2 separate regions of the Capsicum annuum genome follow, and region 1 is linked to region 2. A link is a contact called in public Hi-C data. All regions are on one chromosome and are shown on one strand. The core of a region is the stretch at or near the end of the contact, and the rest is flanking DNA. Distances in the headings are between cores, read along the strand shown. Region 1 holds the start of LOC107845414 (probable serine/threonine-protein kinase PBL8). Region 2 has its middle 51 kb from the start of LOC107845298.

Evidence for each region. A called contact is a pair of places that touch in the nucleus more often than the background predicts.
Region 1: a contact with region 2 is called in a Hi-C map of leaf, with 4 times the contacts expected there. The contact joins the promoter of LOC107845414 here to the enhancer-like site in region 2. A contact is called at or near these places in 3 of 5 Hi-C or Micro-C datasets (bud and leaf).

The regions. Positions count from the first base shown.
Region 1 is chr10:138,280,467-138,283,448 of UCD10Xv1.1, reverse strand. LOC107845414 (probable serine/threonine-protein kinase PBL8) reads right to left here and starts at 1,324. Exons shown (of 5, transcript XM_016689712.2): 1 at 905-1,324; 2 at 333-812. The coding sequence starts at 962.
Region 2 is chr10:138,137,176-138,140,127 of UCD10Xv1.1, reverse strand. No RefSeq gene overlaps it. Among protein-coding and RNA genes, the nearest start is that of LOC107845298, 51 kb to the right of the region's middle. Within about 2 kb of position 1,292, at least 4 of the 5 cell types and tissues checked have an H3K27ac peak or open chromatin away from gene starts, as enhancers often do. A contact at or near this core is called in bud and leaf, where this site is marked.

The DNA.
Region 1 (2,982 bases), core at 75-2,574, 140 kb before region 2:
AGTTGCTAACAGTTGTTCTTGAGTTGAAAATTTCATATCAGTTTTAATCTAATAATGTTGCTTATGACATGAGATAACTGTGTATAAGCAGTTTATTCTAAGGTGACATAAGCAATGACAATAGAGGCAAAGTTACATAGGGATAACAACAATGCAGAAGCCAATATGCAGTAGGCTAACCAAATATAACATGTACTTGAGATTGTCACTCGTGCACCTAAAGATATCATAGCAATGTTTTAAGCACCATCTTATTCAGTAAACATAGTAGAAATTAAAAAACCATCAAGTTAGTCATGACATAATGCAGCAAAACAAGAGGAACAACATACTTCGGAAGAGATGATTTTCGAGGCTTCCTCTGAACATGAACTCATAAACGAGCAAACGATGGTCATCCTCACAGCAATATCCAATCAATTTGACAAGATTAGGATGCCTAAGCTGTCCAAGAAAGTTAACCTCAGTAAGCCACTCCCTGTGTCCTTGAAGTCCCTCTTTATTAAGGACTTTAACAGCAACCGGGAGAGACTTAAGTCCAACACGGACATTTTCATCAATGTAGCCCTTGTACACAGTTCCAAAACCACCCTCACCAAGTATATAATCAGATCGGAAGCTTTTAGTAATTGTTTCCAGCTCAAAAAGAGTGAAGGCAATTATGTGAGTATACAGAATAGCATTCTTTCTAAAATCCTCTAAGTTTCTCGGAGTCGAAGGATCACTCAGATCTGAAGTAGAGCGACTATGACTGTGCTTCTTCGAGTCAGCACCTATTCTGCTTGCCAACGATATCCCTTGTTGATGCTGAACTGCAGTATCAAACACAAAAAAGGAAATTATGGTCAAGAGATATTTCAAATTAATAGTGAAAACAGATCTGATAAATCAGAAAAGAAATAACCTTGATGATGAGCGTTGGAGACAACAGCAGATTCTTCTCTAGTACCACAATTGCCCATTTGCTACGTTCTTGGGTTTGTTCTCATAGTTAATCTTACCCTCTTCAAATTACTTAAACAATGTCACACTTTTAATACGGTAAGACTAGACAGTCAAAAAAGTAGGAGGAAGAAAACCTTTATAACGCTGACAAGCACGTTGTGGGGGTGGGGGTGTATGTTGGAGATGAAAGGAAGTGGATTAGTGATACACCAACTTTGATGGGTATTTGTGCTGGCTGCTTTAAAAGGGGAGGATAAAGTCCAAATAAACAGTGGTGCAGTGTGCTACACATACTTTCCCAGTCGGGGCCAGTCCCCCCATATTGTATTTGTATATTTAATCCTAAAAATTACAATAAAGATGTATGCGCGTGCTTCACGAACCCTACCCTGCCCTGCCCACCGTAAAAGTTCATGCGGAATACATATTAAACTAGTCGACAACAGAGAGTAGAGCTCGATAGAGGCAACGTGCAGAGGTTGTTTTTGATACATACCGGGTGGAAGATTTAAAAGTTTGGATATTTTGAAGGTTCAAATATGTATACTAATACTCAAAAATTTTGAAGTTTCGTCTAAAAATTAAATCACTCGTCTGTCTTCTTGATTTTATTAGTGTTTTCTCATCTTATTTTAATTTTTATATATATTAATTAGTGTTTTCCCATCTTATTTTAATTTTTATACATTTTATTTATATAATTATACCGATTCTATATGGGGTTTAATGGGTGTCGGAGCACCATAATCTTGAATCTAAGTCCACCTTGGATATTCATCTCAATAAAAAAAAAAAAATCAAATCAATATAGAGAAAGAAATAATGAAAATGAAAATGTCATGTTAAAAATTATTATAAACACTTTGACAGATTATCCTAAACATTAGTTATACCAAGATAAAATGATAATCAAAGTACATAAAAATCATAGATAATACTATGACTAATAATATAGAAGAATAAGTGCGACAACATCTAATTATCTAACTAATCTTCTACTCTAATTTGCATTCTCCATAAATTTCTATTCAAGATCATGTGCTAGGTAAAATGAAACTGGGTCACTTCATATCTAATCACCTCACCTTAATATTTCTTGATCTACCTCTACCTCTCTTAATATCCATAGTTAACCTCTTATACCTTCACATTAGGCAAATTCATGTGTCTCCTCTACATATATCTGAACTAACTCAACCTTATTTCTCCCATTTTTTCTTCTATCACGGTTACTCCTACTTTTTCTTGATATCTCTATTCCTAATCAAATATGAATATGATTTATTTTAATAAAATATCTACTTATATTAGGCACTTCTTAGTCAAAATTTAGTACACGTGATAAACCAATAGCAACCAAGGGCATGCTCAAAGCCTCAAACCATCAACAATTTTGGTGAGGAAAAGTGATAATAATAGATTTATGTTTCAAGATATGTCAATTTTGATTTTTTAAGTTTGCTAAAATTTAATAATTTTAGTACGTGTTAAATATTTATCAAAATCTATGAGTTAGATTTGGGGAAATAGTAGAAAAGCAAAAGAATTAGTGGGAATTGAGAATTTTATTTTATTTTTTTGGTTAAAAGTGGGAATTGAGATTTAGAAGTAAATCTTTTGTAATTTCCGCTGTTTTTGATTTATTTTTACGGCTAGCAGCTTTTGAACCGTAACTTCTAGTATTATTTTCTTATATCATTTTAGTCTCTAATGCAACTTTTCATCTTGCATATTTTAAGATTTAATGAAACTTTTTTAATATTTATGATTGATTTCTCTGTTTCCGTCAAATTTAACAAAATATGTATTTAAAAGATGTTAATTTTTGACAAACTTAAAAGATTAAAATTATCATAGATACTTTAAAAATCTATTTTAAACTTATCCTAAAAATAAGGAACCATTTTTGTCATTTTCTCTCACCAATACCGCTGATGGTTTGAGCATGTTCGCAATAAGCTAACGATTAACCGTGTTGTGGTCCTCCTTGCCAGACAATTAACAACATGAAAATTTATTTCTCTTCTCTCCCTCATG
Region 2 (2,952 bases), core at 43-2,542:
GAGACACAGAAAGGCTGAAAAAATATAAGACATGAAAAGAAGCTATGATGAACTAAAGATATCATTTACCTTTAAAAAATATAGTACAATTTTATATAGTGAAGTTAAAAAATCAGATCTTATAAAAGTATATAATAATTGGTGCAATTAATAAAATCTCCGTTGTATACTCTGTTTTACTCAAGAAAAGAAGACATCAAAGATATCAAATTAGACAATGTTGTTTTGTCTCTTTAATTTATAATTAAGCTCGATTTTTTGTCTTTATCTTATTGCTTTCTGGTGTTTTCTAGGAATATCTATCGAGATATTGCATGTATAATTTTGATGATTCATCATTCTTAATTTTGTTTTTGTAAACTGGTGCATCTAGACTCTGCATTATTTCGGTGCTCATCTAGCAAAGTCCAATCATGATTGTGCTTTCGTCTTTACACTGATATCGTGTAGCAAAGTCAATAATTTTTTACCATGACTTTACTTTTGACATTAACTGCTATTTTTCACTAATGTATTCTTTCTTATGTATTTTGTATGCTAATTAATCGATATATTGAATATACATCCAATCACGCAAGAGATACTTTACTTTACATGCCGTTTTATATTAATAATTTTACTTTTAACTTTGTTTACCTTAATTATGTGTTCAGATGAGTTATAAACATGCATGGTGATGTTTCTATGGTTAGATTTATAACTGTGTGATTTTGTATTCTTTAATGCCAACCCTTTCAATGGAAATGTGGGTTAAATATTTCCTTTGATGATTAATTTTTTTTGGCTAAATCCATCGATAGCCCCTCAAACTTATCTCTAAAATTCATTTAGGTCTCTAAACTAAGGCTTGTACCTATTAAACCCCTAAACCCCCCAATTTGATTCCAATTGAGCAATTTTTTCCCAATCAGCAAAAGGCTCAAGTGTGTGCAACACACACGCGCTGATGTGGCAAACAGGGCCAATTGAAAAAAAACATGTGGCAAAAAAAATTAAAAGATGGAATTGCTGATTTGGCAATATTTTTATTTAAATATCTATGTAATAATAATTTTTTAATTAAAAAGAAAAAAAGCAAAACCCCCCCCCCCCCCCCCCCTTGTCATCTTCCCAACCCCCCCCCCCCCCCCCCCCCCCGCCCCCCCCCCCCCCTCCACAGTCGTCATCTTCGCACCCCCTCCTCCTCGCACATACACAATTCACACACACACACACAGTCCCAGCAACACCCCTCCACAGTCGTCATCTTCAAACCCCCTCTCCCCCTCGCACACACACAGTTCACACACACACACACCTAGATAGTTCACGCACACACATAGTCGCAGCAACAATATCGACATTTTTGTTCTTGTTCAATGGTAATTTCCGCCACGAGTAGACCAAAGCATTCAATTGTTGTTCTTCAATGGAGTCAGATGATGAAGATGACAACTTCAATGGAAAAGTAGATGAAGATGATAAATTTTTATTCAATTCCAACAAACAAACAATCAATTAGATGATTATTGACGCATCAGCTGGAAATTTGATTGACAAATTGACGAAGACAGCGGTGGTGAACGACGGTTATGCATCGATGCATTTGAATGGAGTTTATGGATTGGTACGGTGTTGGAAAACTTTGAGTAGTAAAGGTTGCAGAGAATGTTTGGACAAAGCAAGTAGAGATTTCAAAGGGAGTTTTTCGAGCAGAGAAGCTAGAGCTTTAATTGCGGGATGTTATTTGAGATATTCGACATAAAATTTTGTTAATAATCTATCTGCGGATAGAAGAATTTGTCGTTACCATCGCGTGATTGGTAGTGTTGCTGTTTTCTCAATTCTGGGTTTCTTGATTTTTCGAAGATGAGATTGATTGAAAATATTGTTAGATCTTGCTTTTCTTTATTATGAAGAAGACGACGAGGTGTGTGGGTCAAGACGATGATGACGGGGTAGGGGTTGAAGATGATGAACTGGGGTGGGGCAGGGTGCAGTGAAGATGATGACGCTCGCGGGTGGGGTGGGGGGCAGTGAAGATGATGAACGGAGGGGGAGGGGGTATGTTCTTTTCTTTTTCTTTTTTATTTGAAAATTTAAAAATTATATTAATAAAATAATAAAAGTATAAATTTTTTAATTAAAAAAAGTAAAATAATATTTTTTCTTCAACTCACGCGCCACACACTATCCTTGCCAAATCAACATTTTGTGTCTGATAGGTATCAATTTAAGCAGTTGAGGTGTCTGATAGGTACAAATCTTAGCTAAGGGGTCTAAGTAAATTTTTGGGACAAGTTTGAGGGTCTGTCGATGGATTTGGCCTTTTTTAAAAAAAAAAAATGTTTCTTAATATGTTAGAGAGATTAAAAAAGAGAAAGAAGGTGAAATAATATTTTGCTCGACAATAACGTGTTATTTATCATCACGTAGTGATATATCGAATGCCAAGTTTTGCACCCCTATATGTTATTAACAACAATAACAGGATGTATGCTTTTTTTTTTCTTCCCTTTTTATGCTCTTACTCTTTTTCTTATTTCTTCAATATCGAATCATATCTGCAAAATAATTCTCCTTAGTTTAGGTGGACAATAGTTTAGGTGGACACCAGATGCAATTGTTTTCACACGGTTGCTATGCTGATAGAAAGTTGTCCTTACATAATATAGGCTATCGCTTAAATTTTGTTCATACAAAAAGTAGTAATAAAGGGCCAAAAATTACCCCAGAATTATCTGAAATAGAGCAAAAATATCCTTCGTTAGTTTTTTAGCTAAAAAATACCGCTTCGTTAAATATTTGACTCTAGGGGTGTGCAAAAACCGAACCGATCGATAAATCGAATCGATAAAAATATTATTGGATTATTGGTATTGAGTTATTGGGTTAATGGTTTTTTATTGGTTTTATAAAAAAATTTATTGGATAAATGGTTTGGTTTTGGTTTTTAGATTATTGCGTTATCGG